2 separate regions of the Mus musculus genome follow, and region 1 is linked to region 2. The links are chromatin contacts, called in public HiChIP or PLAC-seq maps. All regions are on one chromosome and are shown on one strand. The core of a region is the stretch at or near the end of the contact, and the rest is flanking DNA. Distances in the headings are between cores, read along the strand shown. Region 1 overlaps Fgd4 (FYVE, RhoGEF and PH domain containing 4). Region 2 overlaps Cebpd (CCAAT/enhancer binding protein (C/EBP), delta).

The links. HiChIP or PLAC-seq counts read pairs in DNA pulled down with a chosen protein or histone mark.
Region 1: an H3K4me3 HiChIP or PLAC-seq map of bone marrow-derived macrophages shows a contact between it and region 2, with 5 times the contacts expected there. The contact joins two enhancer-like sites. A contact is called at or near these places in 2 of 115 datasets of contacts at active chromatin or transcription factors (astrocytes and bone marrow-derived macrophages) and 1 of 9 other capture datasets (embryonic stem cells).

The regions. Positions count from the first base shown.
Region 1 is chr16:16,552,595-16,555,960 of GRCm38.p6, forward strand. The region is part of intron 1 of Fgd4 (FYVE, RhoGEF and PH domain containing 4); the gene reads right to left. Among named protein-coding and RNA genes, the nearest start is that of Fgd4, 46 kb to the right of the region's middle. Within about 2 kb of position 1,962, at least 13 of the 459 cell types and tissues checked have an H3K27ac peak or open chromatin away from gene starts, as enhancers often do. A contact at or near this core is called in bone marrow-derived macrophages, where this site is marked.
Region 2 is chr16:15,888,181-15,891,397 of GRCm38.p6, forward strand. It overlaps Cebpd (CCAAT/enhancer binding protein (C/EBP), delta), which reads left to right. Exons shown (of 1, transcript NM_007679.4): 1 at 1-1,365. Spidr (scaffolding protein involved in DNA repair) reads right to left here. Exons shown (of 20, transcript NM_146068.4): 20 at 1,044-1,605. The coding sequence ends at 1,450. Among named protein-coding and RNA genes, the nearest start is that of Cebpd, 2.5 kb to the left of the region's middle. Within about 2 kb of position 1,956, at least 68 of the 459 cell types and tissues checked have an H3K27ac peak or open chromatin away from gene starts, as enhancers often do. A contact at or near this core is called in bone marrow-derived macrophages, where this site is marked.

The sequences.
Region 1 (3,366 bases), core at 712-3,211, 660 kb after region 2:
ATGTTGTCCTTTTAGAGGTATAACGTAGGAAGATAATTAAAAACTTACTCTTAAATTTCTTACTTTCCTTTCTTGGCACTGCTAGCTCTGACAATGCTGAGACAGGCCAGCATACCTAAAACACTGGCCTTACTTGAGACTCACGGGCTGGGCAGAATGGAAGGAAGGAGAATCACCAAAGCATACTTTGTTAAGAAGTGCCATGATGACACCTAACCTTACATGCTAATTTAAAAGTGATATAGAGAAAAGGGACTTAGAGGAGGGATAGGCTCTAGGGTATGGGGACATAAGGAGGTGAGGGTGACAATCTTTAGAATGCACTGTAGGAAATTATCAAAGAACAAGTTTAATTATGTAAAAAGTAAAGGGCACATATTTCATATACCATTTTTTAATTGGTATATGACCAGTTAGACATGTGATGAGAAATGAAGCTTTGGAGTCAAACATGGGATTCAACTCTACGTCCTGTGTCACCAGTATTAGCTAATGATATTTCATTAGCATTCAAGAATTAGAATTAGAATTCAACAGCATTCAAGCTGTTCTCAACACTTCTTTATCTTTCAACACTACTCACATGTCCAATTAATTGCTAAGTCCTAATAATTTTACTGAAAGCTCTGTCCCTTCTTCTATGTCCTTGTATCACTGCCTTAATTCTGATGACCTATCATCTCACTGCTCACTGGGTCCACTGCTCATGGCTTTGCACCCTCCACAGTGCACCCTCCACAGAACAGCCAAGGTCATAGCTCTAGAATATACACAGGACTGCAATGCTCACCAATCTCAGTGAGTTCATTCCACAAGCTCCCACCCACAAGACATGGCTTACAGCAATAAAAGCTGGTACTCTATCCTCTAGTTCCTAACTATTGCACTCTTACACCCAATCTCATCAGTCTTATATTGCAAACCTGTATTATTCTTTTGCAACTTTGACCTTTTATGTATGTTCGTCTGATATTAGAAGTCTTTAACCACCTAGCAAATCTCATATTACTCTTAAGAGACAGTGTATAGCTGTCTCAAAAGTGACATCTTTCTGATTGTGAACAGGGCATGATCCCGTTTTTCTCTCTGTGCAGCCATAGCACCTTCCCATACCATTGCACTGTTATTTAAGAACCTTGTGTTGATACATTTCAGTTACTAAAGTGAGATTATTGAGGGCAAGACTATTTTTATTTCTCTATCATAGCCATGAAAACTAATCCATCTAACTTTGATGTGGAAAGATTCCATTTGATCTGCTCAATACTAGAAGTTTTATGCAAATATCATGTCCTTCAATTATGTTAAAGTAGAAAAGTCAGCTTTATTAAAAAAGTTTTGATGGTGAGGTCAGCTTACTCTTTATGGAGTTGTGTCATTTTTTTTCAAGAGAAAAGAATGTCTGCAGCACAACTTCACATTAGTGCCAACCAGGTTCAGACACACACTTTTCTCCCAGATTATAGAGTTTGGTTTTGGTTTTAATATGGTATAGTAATATCTGAAGGTTAAACAAGCAGGCCAGTTTTACAGTACAGCTTGTCAGTGCATTGCTGCCATAATTTAACACAGTCACTGCTGTGGTTTAAATGTGAAAAGTCCACCCTAGGGCTAGTGTCTGAGTACATGGCCCCCAGCTGGCGGCTCTCTTTGCTGGAGGATGTAGGACACAGGCTCTGAAGCTTCACAGCTTGAGTCCCCTTCCTAGTTCAGCTCTGCTGCCTGACTGCCAGGTTGGTTGCATGCTCCTGCTGTCATGCCTTCCTCTCCATGGTGGACTATGTCTCTCTGGAATGGAGCTAAAATAAGCCTCTTGTCCCTTCAGATGCTTTGGTCATAGCAACAGGAGAGAAAAAAAGACAACCGCAGGACATAAAAACTATGGCTCAGTGTCCTACAGTTTTTCCAGCAAGCATTATCTGCCTTCAAGATATGAATCACTGCCTGCTGCTTAATTCCACACACTGAAGACTTCTGCATTATTGTGCATGCTTCCACAAAAGTTATGTGGCTTATATCATGGGATCCTCCTCTATCACTTAACTAAGCATCTTAAAAATAATCTCTGCAGAGTAAGCTGAATTTTGCTAACACAGTATTAGGATAGTGAAGCACTTCACAAGCCATTTAGTTCCATAGTCACCTGGTGCAATTTTTATCAGACTACAAATGGTAATGATAGTTTTGTTTTGTTTTTTTAACAAATCACCCTACTTTAAAAATAGTACAGCATATGTAGCAGAAGATTGCCTAGTCAGATATCATTGGGAAGAGAGGCCCCTTGGTCTTGCAAACTTTATATGCCCCAGTACAGGTGAACGCCAGGGCCAAGAAGTAGGAGTGGGTGGGTAGGGAAGCAGGGCAGGGGGAGGGTATAGGGGACTTTCAGGATAGTGTTTGAAATGTAAATAAAGAAAATATCTAATAAAAATTGGAAAAAAATATTTCATTCAGAATGACTATCTTTAAGAAAATAAATGGCAGATGCCTTCAAGAGAGAGAGATGGGCCTTACACAGTGTTAGTAGGATTGTTAAGTTAACAACTGTGGAAATCAGTATGAAGGTTCTTCAAAAACTAAAAATAGAATGTCCATGTGACTGAAAAGAAAATAAAAATAGCACAATTATTAGGGAGTTTATTAAGGTTCTTATTACTATATATCTCTAGTGAAAACACAAAATAGCCTCTTATAATCACTAATTAAAGAGGCTTATCTTTATTACCCAATTTTAATTTGCCTATAAGCTTTTATATTTATCATAAATTTCTGTAAAACCATTATTAATAATTTAGAATTCACAAAAAATTGTAAAGAAGCAAAGTCCATCTTCCAATCAAACTTAAACTACTTAAGTTGAACTAGATATGTTTTGCAGGGACATAAGGCAGCTGCATATGAGAAAGAGCATGCTCAAAGGTGCCCTCTGGTGTGGTGTGGATATGTATGGAGTGCTAGAGGAGAGAGAGACTACAAAGTAGGTGCTGCCTTGATTCCTCCTGGTCATTGTGATTCCAAATGTGAGCCCTCAGCACACTGAGCTTAATTCTACACTTACCTAAAATATAGCACAGCTTCTTAATTCAAGCAATATAATCATTTTATCTCACACAGAGTAGGATTCACACCCACTGTGTTGGACTTTGACAAGATTAATTTACACAGCTATGCCTTCCTAAGGAATTTCTCAAGGACATTTCTGACTACACAAGTTTCACTTTGTGTGTTGACTATAGAATATGAATACCAAGAATAAGATATGGCCTTCAACTCACTGCAATCCTCGTCCCCTAGCCTTCTGAGTATTGATATTACAAGTGTGAGTCATGATGCCTGGCTTTGTCCTGGACTTAAAAATGCTGACTG
Region 2 (3,217 bases), core at 706-3,205:
GACAGCGGGGAGCAGACGCCGCCCGAATCGCTAGTTTCTTTGGGACCTGCGAGCGACAGGAAGCTGCAGCTTGGGCACTGGACTGCGAGAGAAGCTATATTAATCTTTCCCCTTAAATTATTTTTTATAATGGTAGCATTTTCTACGTCTTATTACCATTGCAGCTAAGGTACATTTGTAGAAAAGACATTTCCGACAGACTTTTGTAGATAAGAGGAAGAGACTGCGCATGCTTTTTATATTCATTTTTACAGTATTTGTAAGAATAAAGAAGCATTTAAATCGCTGCAGCTTCCTATGTTCATTCTCTCCCGCACACAACATACTGAGACTTCACCAGGGAAAAGCAAGCACCTGGGAGCCACCCGACCAGGTGCGTTGCCCACACGGGGTAAGGAGATGGACGCGTTTCCTCGCGGTCTCTATTGCCCGCGGAAGGAACACGGGAAAGCATGACTAATTCATGTGTGTGATCCCAGAGTAGGCTGACCTGGGGCGGAGAACAGTTGGCCTAACTTTTAGGTGGTTGCCGAAGGGTGAGGGGGTGGAAGAGAGCTGGGAGTCTGAAACTTGATTCCTCGTTGCCTCTACTTTCCTCAATCTAGGGACAACGTGTAGATTTAAAAATGTGTACCAGTACAAATTAATATCCTAGTATATAAAAAGGGCAGCCCCAAAAGCCAGTAATTGTAATGTTTGCGGGCTTAACCCCCCCCCCCCCCAAAGCTATGTGCCTTTCTACTAAGATACTGGTTGTTCCAACCCCTTCCCTGATCTGCACGGCCTGTTGTACAGAAAACACAAACCCTCCAGGGTCTAAATACATAGCTTTGTTTGTAATTCAAATCCCTGCCCAAAGTGCAGGCTTGTGGACTGCTGTGAGTCTGTGATCTTTGCCCTCTGCAGTTCTTCAGGGTCTCTGACAGGTGGGCAGTGGAGTAAGGTACAGAAATTTCTCTTTTATACAGCTCTCCTCACACCCAACATTGTATGGGTGACAGTGCCACCTCTGGCAGCTCCCAGAACACTAAAACCACAAAGTGTTTAGGTTGGACATTTATTTATTGTAACAGAACAGTAATATTTCAATATGAGATACTGGCTGAAGCTTTACAGAACAATCTAGCAGAGAATATTAGATACTGCAAAGAAAAAACATATATAATATTGATAAATTGTAACTACTTTAAAGCTACAACAAAGCACATTTCCTAAGCCCAAGTAGCTGCAAAATGAAGACACAGAAGACATGAGAAACACTCAAAGAAACATGTTATCAAACTTGTAGGAAGGTAAAGTTTAAAAAAATGTGTATTAGAGGTATCTTGATTTTTAATTTAAAACTATCCTATTAATCTCTTTACCAGAAAAAAGAAAGAAAAGAAACCCACTAAATTTAAAAACAGAAACACTGAGTTAACACACAGCCCCTTGCCAAGCGCACAGATGTCAGGGAGGAGGCTGAGCAGCAGTGGCTCCCTCTGTACTCAGCAGCTCAATCTCTTCCAGGGTGACGACACAGCTGCTCTGCTGTGTAGTGATGGACTGGACAAAGCAGAGTAAAGGTCCCATCTCCTTCCCAAGGACGCTCTCCACTTCATAACTCTGCAGTGATAGAAGCATTCTGGTTAAAGCAAACAGCCCTGGGTTCCTGGACATTTTGTTCCCAACAACGATGCCACAGCCAGGACAAAGGTCCTTCCTTTCATAAGCTGCAGCCTTCCTTCCAACGGAAAAGGCTTTGGGGTGGGAGTTGGGGTATGTGGATTATAAAAATCCCCTTTATCAGAGCAAAATAAACTACTTTATTATGATAATTGAGTCTGGCAGTTTTTAGTGGCTGCCTGGATAAACTGGCCTAGGACAGGATTTGGAAGACAATATGCAGAGGAAGTACTGCTCTTCCATGGGGGCTGGGCTTTTGGCTTGCATATGTCTCCCACTTCCTTTGGGGACACTTCCCCAATCTAGCAACACTTGTGGCCAAAGGATTTCCTGGTGCTTGCCCCAGACTTCCCTCTTCAATTAGATTCCATTTCTTCTTGAGTTACATTGGGGTAAACATTTCTGTTTGTGCTCTAGTAATGTGACTGGAGGTTTTATCCACATAGTTAATCTTGGGAGATTTTCACCTCCAGACACAGACACAGGTACTGGGCAGCAGCATCTGTCCCTGGTGTGGCTGTGCCCTGGCTAGGCTTTTATGGATCTAACTGCAGAGTATTTTCAGTGAGTGTAGGGCTAAAAATAAAAATGCAAATTTGAGGAGACTGCAGAAGTGATGGCCAGCCTAGAGAGGACTGCAATGGGCACTATAGCCTGTCCTCTGGACGGGGCAGCTGACAAGGAACTCAGGTCAGCTACGGCCAAGGAGCTGGACAGCTGGAGAGGGCAGAGAATGTAGCTAGCACAGCTTTGGGTTCCTAGGGTATCTACCCGTGACCAGAGTTTGATCCCAGGTCTGGGCTAGACGTACCGACTATGTTCTCAAATTTAGGTCTGGGACATAGTGCAGTGGAAGGGACATAGAGATGTCTTAAGCTCAGTTAGGAAAGTTGGCCAGCCCAGTCAGGGCCTGTGAGGAAGTTGGGCCAACAGCCCTGGCTGGGCAGGCTTCTGTGGCTACAGCCTTGTCTTGAGGGTACCAGTTGATGCCCAGTGGGGCAGAGATGAACCATGCCAATGAAGCCCAGAGTGGACTGTATAGAGAATGCCTGTGTGGAGTGTGCTGGGTGCTTTGTTTTGCAGAGTCATCGTCAGGATCAGTTGGGATGTGAGCATGACATATACTGACTCGATTTTCCAACGTAGCTTACTTAATACTTTGCAAATAAACAAGGTCTACACTGTGGTTCAATAGCCTCATGGAAAAATGAGAACTGCTGGTCCAGAGAGGAAGACTGGATACTTCGCAGGTGCTTCTCTGCAGGTTCACTGTGTGAATGGCAAGCTCACAGTTTGCTTGACAGTGAGATCTGGAGAGAGTGCTAGGACCAGGTCATCATTAGGAGAATTGGCAGGAGAACGACAGAGGAGGGACAGCTAAGAACTTCAGTGCCTCTTACTATTTTCCTTAACCAATGCTGTGTAAGCACGAAAGCGATGATCCCAGCATCCCCATGGTCTTCTCTGGAAAGAGGATGGATTTTTTTCGTTTCTTTTGAGTCAAGCTCCCATGGGATGTAGCTCAGGCTAACCTAAAGCTTGCTATATAGCT